2 separate regions of the Zea mays genome follow, and region 1 is linked to region 2. A link is a contact called in public Hi-C data. All regions are on one chromosome and are shown on one strand. Each heading gives the region's core, a stretch centred on a gene start, on an enhancer-like site or on the middle of the called end of the contact. The rest is flanking DNA. Distances are from core to core; before and after follow the strand shown.

Region 1 (3,787 bases), core at 489-2,988, 610 kb after region 2:
CCAATATGTGGTTATTTCAGTTAACTAAAACTAAAATTCAGTGAACTGTGTTGACTTTAGGGCATTATAACTTATGATCCATATGTTTTTGGCCCTGGGATATTATAATCAACCTGAAGATCTATAATTGGAGAGCAAAGTTGCTCAATTGAGTTTGGCCTTCCCTTGTTTAGAATGTGTGAAAAAAAAGACTGAACAGAGGAAGGTGCAGTTAGAGTTCAGACTTCAGAGATTGGTTCAATAAAGATCTAAAAAAATCTGATGCCACTACGGGCTCTAGTTTCTTCTGATGTGTGGGAGGTAAGATGCGGGTTGTGGGAGGTAAGATGTGGGTGGGCCTGGGAGTTCCATGTGGTAAATATCAGCGCACTATGATTATCCACGGTGATTCCCCCTGTCTGTCTGTCCTTAGTTTTGCACGCCGATGGGGAAATCTATCGCTTTACTGTATTTTATTTCCTCCACGTGCTGCCCATGCAACAAGGATGCGTGTCCCAGCTCATACCTCTACTGGTTGGTTGAGGCCTTGTTATCACAATAGGAACAAGCGCAGAAGTTTTCTTTTGTCCTCCCCATTGCTATGTCTCTCAGTTTGGAGCCACTTCTCCACCGTCTTACAGTCACTATATAAGTCTAGCGTGTGATTGTTCAGTTTGTTATCATGTCATCCAGTTGGTCATGATCTTGCCGAGTGCATGGCCGAGGTGGTTGTCCATCTTCTTCCCCGCCATAGGTGACCACGCCGGCCGATTCTCTATCTCCTCGTGGCCAGCACAGACCAAGGTGATCCTAGCTTAGTTTAGGGTGTGTTCTATGGCCCTTTGGGTTCCATGTAAACAGGGACAAAAAGAGATCACAAAAAGAGATAGAGACACACTGTTTAGGGTTAGGGTTTACGACCTAACCCTAATCGGTACATCTGTAAACAGGGACAAAAAGAGATCACAGTAGCTCGGAATTTTATTTAAATTTACAGACAAGAAACAGTCAATAAAACAGAAACCACGTACAGATTATGTGTACAGAGCATTATCAATATAATCCATGTATTCGTTGTCAGTCAAAGGTACAGAAATTTCATTCGCAGAAAAATAATAGAGCTCGGGTACAACAAATCCGAGGTTCGATCTGTGCGGTGGTATAAATAAAAAAATTAATAATATCAAGAGCTCTATACGATTGGAGGAAGGGGGTCGTTTTCTCCTGTAGTTCCAAACAGAAAGAGGATCTCGGAGTAGGAGTTAGGACAGAATCCCCAACTCGTATCGAGTTCCAGAAGCCCTAATGAACCGAGTTCGTTATTTTAAAAAAACAGTAAAATAATGAAAGGGATTTTATCCCTGAGAGCTCGGCAGAAATCACTACAACCGATCAGATCACGAACAAAAATCGGAACAGATTTCGAAAAAAAGGAGACAGCAAAAGGTCAGCTCGGGCTCTGTGGCGCACAGCCCAATTGAAGGGCTCGGTCGGCCAGGAACCAGAGTTCCCTGGCGGCTGAAGTTCTGCGCGGGTGACAGAACGAAAACAGAAGACAAAGAAGTGAAAAGGGAGGCGCGCCGTTGGCCAGGCGCCGGTGCTTCCTGGCGGCTGGGGAGGAGAATAGAAATGAAGTTAGGGTTTACAGCCTCTCCGAAATCTCCGCCCTTTATAGCCTGCGCGCAAGAAGCTGGACCGTCGAATCGGATTCGATGGCTGAGATCAAGTGGAGGGGAGGGGAGGCCGCGTGGGCCAAAAACACGGCCTGGGCCCAGGTTGCGGCCCATTGCGCGCGCCCCTTCCTCCAGTAGGCCGAAAGGCCACGTCCAGGCTGGGCCGACCAGGCCGAAATGACCTCCAATTTTTCCTGTAATTTGTTTTCTATTTCCAGAAATTAGAAACACAGAAAAGAAATTAGAAAAATAGTGCAGAAAATTCAGAAAATATCTTAGAAATATTTTTCAGTTATAGAAAATTACAGAAATATTTATGGACTATTTTATTCTGCTGCGTACTTTGGTACTTTATTCAATATTTTATGCAATTTTTCAGTTGATTATGAAACCAACGTTGATTAATTTATTGTCTAAATTGCATAGAATTCAGAAAATTTGTGGTAATTGAATATTCTAACCAACGTTAGATATTGTTACCGCATTTTGAACAGAAATATACATATTCTAGATCATCCAACGATGGTTTTAGAATTTTAGAACCAGATTATTATTTGTTTTTTTATGCACTATTGTTTATTATGAAGCCTACGTGGATTAATTATCTTTAAGTGCATAGAAATTCAGATTTTTTTTGTGGTGATTGAATATTTTGACCAACGTCGAATATTGTTGTCACATTTTATACAAGAATTAAATTTTCTAGATCATCCAACGATGGTTTAGAATTTTAGAACAAGAAATTCTGTAGATCAGACATGGTTATTATTTGACCAACGTCGAATATTTAATTCATGCAAGTTCTATGTTTCAGTATTTACTTCAGACGTCCTAAATATTTTCTGTTTTACTTTGCAAAAGTGCACATATTGGCCTACTAGTTGGTCAGATAAGGTAGATTAAACCGTTATGTGGTATTTATTGTCACTTATGGCGGGAAAAGATTGAAATGGTAACTACAGTGGATGAAATAGATTCCTCATTGTGTTCTGAGAAACCCATTAAGCCTACAGTAGGCTCACCTTAGGATGACCTTAAGATGGCGCAGTACAGCATCTATAAGGTCAACTGAAAAAGATCCAAGTGTAATGTACTTGATCATAATAAGAGTCTCATCCAGGATCCTATTGAGGGTGCTATTCCAGAATATGAGACATTTCATGATCAGTAAAACACCTGTCTAAATGGACAAGTGCTATATAGATCAACTCGTGACATAGTTTGTCTAGGAGGAAAGGTTGATAAGTCAAATAAGTGATTCTATCAATCTTCCCAAACTAAGAATCCTCAAACAGAACAAGACCTCTAAGAAAGGTTCAAGAATAAGATCAAACATGATCACGATGTTTTCTATATGCAACAATCAGACTGTTTCTCAGATCCCCTGAGACCTGCCTCTATTGCAAGAAGACAGGGCATACAATAGAAAGTGTTCAGAATTCCTGCAATAGATGCTACAGAATGTAATTCCGTATAAACCTAAGGCTCCCAGAGGGCTGAAAACAGTTACAGTGGTTAACGGAAAGCAAGCAGACACTTAACTTCAGTTTCGTGATTAAACAATCAGCACATCCAACATCACTTCGGTGATAGAGACTGTGTTATTCAGTTTTGATAATAAAGATGTTGGCCTCGCCATCTGATGAGACATGCTTTATTTATCTTCGCACAGTGGTGCTAGATACGCCAGAAAATAAACCAGCCAACATTGGCAGGAGTAAGAAAACAATGTGATGGAGAAACCTCGTCGAAATTATGGTACTATCGTTTGGGCCATATTTCGAGGGGGAGAAAAGAAGTCTCGTTAAGGGATGGATTCTCCATCACCTAGACTTCACAGACTTAGAGCAATGCAGAGATTGCATGCACAGTACGAGAGTGTTAGAAATTATTCATATAGATATATGTGGTCCTTTTCCAGTTAGGACAGTAGATGGGTTTGACTTGTTCATAACCTTCACAGATGACTACTCTCGCTGCGATTATATTTGCCTTTTTTTAAGGGACAGATCATAAGATGTAGACAAGTTTAAATAGTTCAAGGGTGATGTAGAAAAACAACACGATTTGAACACAAAGATTGTCATATCAAATCGTGTGGGGGAGTAATGTGGGCACCATACTGAGTATGGACA
Region 2 (4,059 bases), core at 1,050-3,549:
AGTTGCATACCAGTTAGCAAAGGGGTCTTCATGTTGTTAATGCTTGTTCAAAGGCATACAGGGTCAAGCAAAATGATTTGAAACAACCAATTCAAACATTCATCCAAACCCAGTTAAGTTACTACATAATTCTGAAATTAAAGCATGGCGCCAAACTTTCTGTAGCATATATTAAAAAACACATTCCCCCCAAATAAATACAAAGATTTTGCTGCATACAGAAACTCAAACACACTTATTTGCATGAGAAATCATCCTCGGGTCAGGTTTCAGTGCAAGCTTCTTTTAATATGATGCAGAAGCTACACTACTAGTGTTAAACATCACAACAAATAAATAACGACACTGAAGAAATCAGTGATAGCATTGTAGCAGCAAGACAAAAAATTGTTTAAAGAACAGTATTTTCAAATAACCATCAGTATAAACTAACTTCAATGTTGCCAACATCAGTAGATTATAGTCAATTTGTACTGATGGTTATCTGAAAATACTTTTCTCCAAAAAAAATGTCTTGCTGGCTTGCTGCTACTGTGCTTCACTGATTTCTTCAATTCAATGTGTTCTTATTTATTTGTTGTGATGTTTAGCACTGTTTTATGGAAGCTTAGTAGCCTCTAAAAGGACAAGCCTAACACAGTGGTGAGAATCCTTTCCACTGAGCCAAAGTGGGTTCGACGCAACCTCTGTGCAAAAATGCAGGGTTGGCTTGCCTTGGTTGTTCCTTCCCCAGATTCCACTCATTTAGGAGCACTGGATGTCCTTAGTAGCCTCTAAAATGTGGATGGAGCTAGCTGAAGTGTTTAAACACAAGGTATGTGACTTTAAATCAGATGCAAAATGTTGGATCTGTGAGAAGAGGCATGGGTGTGTTAGCGTTTATCTCCGCAGCGATGTGGGGCCTTTGGAAGCTCAGAGATTCTGTGTTTTCAGGATGGCAGATGGTGTGGTATGCAGAAGTTGTAGTGATTCATCTTCTCTTTGCTCAAGTCTTAGGAGTAACTGTGCTCCACTCGCCACCTACAGCAGTTCAAAGCTGTGGATGGTGCATGATCAATTATGAGGAACCAATCTGAGCATGGATGATATTTGATTTTCCTACCATGATTTACTTTGCATAGCCTTGGACGTGGTGTCCTGTGTGACATGTGTTATGTTCCTTTTGTTTCCAAACTTTGAAACTCCGATGGGTGTTTATGGTAGGGGTGTCAGATGTGGCCGTTGATCTCTGGTATGTAACAAACCTGAACCATCACTATGGTCCTGAATGAAATGCTGATGGACCAGGGTAATCTGCTGGAATTGCAAAAAACTTCAATGTTGACATCAAATCAAATGACTGTTGTTGCTTGAAATCTATAATTAAGCATAGTATATGAACAAATTTGCTTCTAGACAAACAACAAAAACATACTAGAATAAACCAAATGAGGGACATCTTTTCCTGGCACAACATATCCCAACCCGCAGTGAGAAGCAACGTAAAATTATCCCTAATAAACTTGCACTAAAAATACAAGCACTACATTCAGTGAATTCCATCACATATTATACTACCATCAGTTACCATTACCAATCCCAGCAGCACTAGCTCTCAGACCAGCACACAACAAAATTCACCAAACTGTGTCCCAACTCTTCCTCAAAATAAACCACCTCCGTGCACAATGGCATCTCCGGTATAGCATTTCACGCAGTTACTGCAACTAAGATATCGAGACACTCAGTGAGACTGCAAAAACCGGAGTTCCACACAGAGAAATAGAGAATTCCGCTGAAAACCCACGAAAAATCGCATCCTTTCGCCACTAGCACTCGCAAGACGCGACCTTCGACACTGAAAATGGCGTTATAGAGCAAGATCTAGGAGATGTCTGACCTGCTCGTTCGCGATCAATCATGGCCGTGGGCGATCCCGCGGCGCTGCACCATCCGGATCAGAGCGCCCCCACACCACACGACCTGATCTCCGGGGGAAGAAAAAAGAAAAACCCAACAAAAGGGAGCATGACAAAAGCAACAGATCAGCACAGATCGAGCAGTAGAGGGGTTCGGCGGCAGGAGATCGAGCGTGAGATAGGGCCGGGCGGTCGGCGGACGTACATGTGACAGCGAGAGCCGGAAGGAGGAGGGGACGGAGGAACAGAGCGGCGCGGCCACCACGCGATGACGAACCCCTCCTGCTCCTGCTTCCCCTTCCCTTCTCTACTCACAAAGCCGCACGGAGACGGGATCGGGTGCGCACGCCGAACAGCGCGAATGGTGGTGATCCAATGGCTGGCTGACACGCGTGGTTTCTCTTACTTCTGGTGGCGGTTACCGGCGGTGGCGCGGAGAGAGGAACCGGTGTTTAATAGAGACGGCGACCAACGGGCCTCTGCGTTATCTTTTTTATTTGAGGTTTCCCAAACAACCATAGACTTTGTCCAGCTTTTACAATCTAGACCACCCTAAATTCTATAATCTACGAAACTGACCCAATTAAACTTTTTTCAACTTCTAGACATCCAAAGACAAATATGTCCCTCACTATTTCTCTCTCCACTAAGGAAACGTTTCTTTGGGATTATAATAATCTAACTTATTTTGAACTAACATATAGTTTAAAATAAGTTAGATTATATAATCTAGATAGATTAGAGCAACTCCAGTAATTCCCTAAAATACTCGCTAAATCTCTATTATCTATTAAGCCAATAACGTAGACCACATCCGTGCCCCCCGCCTGCCCCGCGCCATGCCCACACGCCCGTCCCCTCGAATGCCGCCCTGCACCTGCCCCGCGATGCAATCCCCACCCCCGGCGCCCACCCATCGCACACGCCTGCTACGTAGCCATGAGGAGAGTGAGGGAGGCATCAGGGAGCAGGGAGCGATGGCAGGGTGAGAGATCGACGGCCACGACGGCGGGGCGGGGACCAACATCGTCTTCACGCTCCCGCTCGCCTTCCTCCTCATACTCCTCTTCAGCGATGGCCACCACCTCACCACCATTGCTGTTGTAGGAAGCGAAGGTGGATCCGGTCTCGTCTGCCCCCACCCCCGTCCCCATCTTGGTTGCATTTCCGTAATGGCGTTGGGCTCCTCTCGCTCCAAAATCGACCAGGTAAGCCCTAACCCTAGCACCAGGCTGCATTCCCCTCCCTACATCCGAGCCCTACTCCTCCCTGTGGTCTTCCCCACCGTAGTTCTTCTCGGACAAGAAGCGGTGGCCCTTATCGTGCAAGGACGACCCGCTGCGACTCGGGTCGCATACTCACATCATAGCCCCGACGGCGTTGAGGGGTCCATTGACGGGCACCTCGTCCGGTCTCCTTCTACATGTGCCATGGTGGCGGCCTTGATGTCTCCAACAGCCTCGCTAAGAGGTGAGGATGCAGGCACCAGGCGGAGTGTGTCAGCCACAATGGGCGTTGATGCTGCTACCTCTACTCTGGTGCTGCCGACGATGGGGGGTGACGTGGCGGTTTGGACCACAGGTGTTGGGGACTTGTTCTCAAATGCTTCAAGAACAAGGCAACATAGAAAATGTTAATCGGTTAAGTCCTTCGTCCTACGAAGCATTATTTCCCTTGGGATATAATGATTTTCGGACGAAGGTCACAAAGGGCGAACCTTTATAAATGCATTACATATTGACGAAGAATGAATTACAAGAAACATAAAGAATTACGTAGATCATCATATATCATTATTATATATAAATAAAAATAACATTGAGTTACAGATGTACCTCCAATTTGAAGGAAATGAAAGTACAAGCGTGACGCAAAAGTGAACACCAAATCAGCGTGAACAGTACGGGGGTACTGTTCACCTATTTATAGGCACGGGGTACAACCCATACAAAATTACGTACATGCCCTTTACATTTGGTGGTAATTCTATAGTAATCTATCGAGGTCTAAATGGCCTTTTCATCTTCAAGTCGGTTCCCTTTTCTGCGAACATGCTGAAGCTTTCCTGCTTCACAGCTTCGGCGCTGTGTCAACCTTCGTATCTTTTGAGCTTCTCCCTCTCTGATACGAGTCCGAAGATACCTGTTCACACATTATACTC

The links. A called contact is a pair of places that touch in the nucleus more often than the background predicts.
Region 1: a contact with region 2 is called in a Hi-C map of ear, with 2.2 times the contacts expected there. The contact joins the enhancer-like site here to the promoter of LOC100280343 in region 2. A contact is called at or near these places in 2 of 25 Hi-C or Micro-C datasets (ear and endosperm).

The regions. Positions count from the first base shown.
Region 1 is chr3:46,306,558-46,310,344 of Zm-B73-REFERENCE-NAM-5.0, forward strand. No RefSeq gene overlaps it. Among protein-coding and RNA genes, the nearest start is that of LOC100285258, 140 kb to the left of the region's middle. Within about 2 kb of position 1,739, at least 19 of the 20 cell types and tissues checked have an H3K27ac peak or open chromatin away from gene starts, as enhancers often do. A contact at or near this core is called in ear, where this site is marked.
Region 2 is chr3:45,695,116-45,699,174 of Zm-B73-REFERENCE-NAM-5.0, forward strand. LOC100280343 reads right to left here and starts at 2,300. Exons shown (of 5, transcript NM_001153269.2): 1 at 2,104-2,300; 2 at 1,880-1,962. The coding sequence starts at 1,901.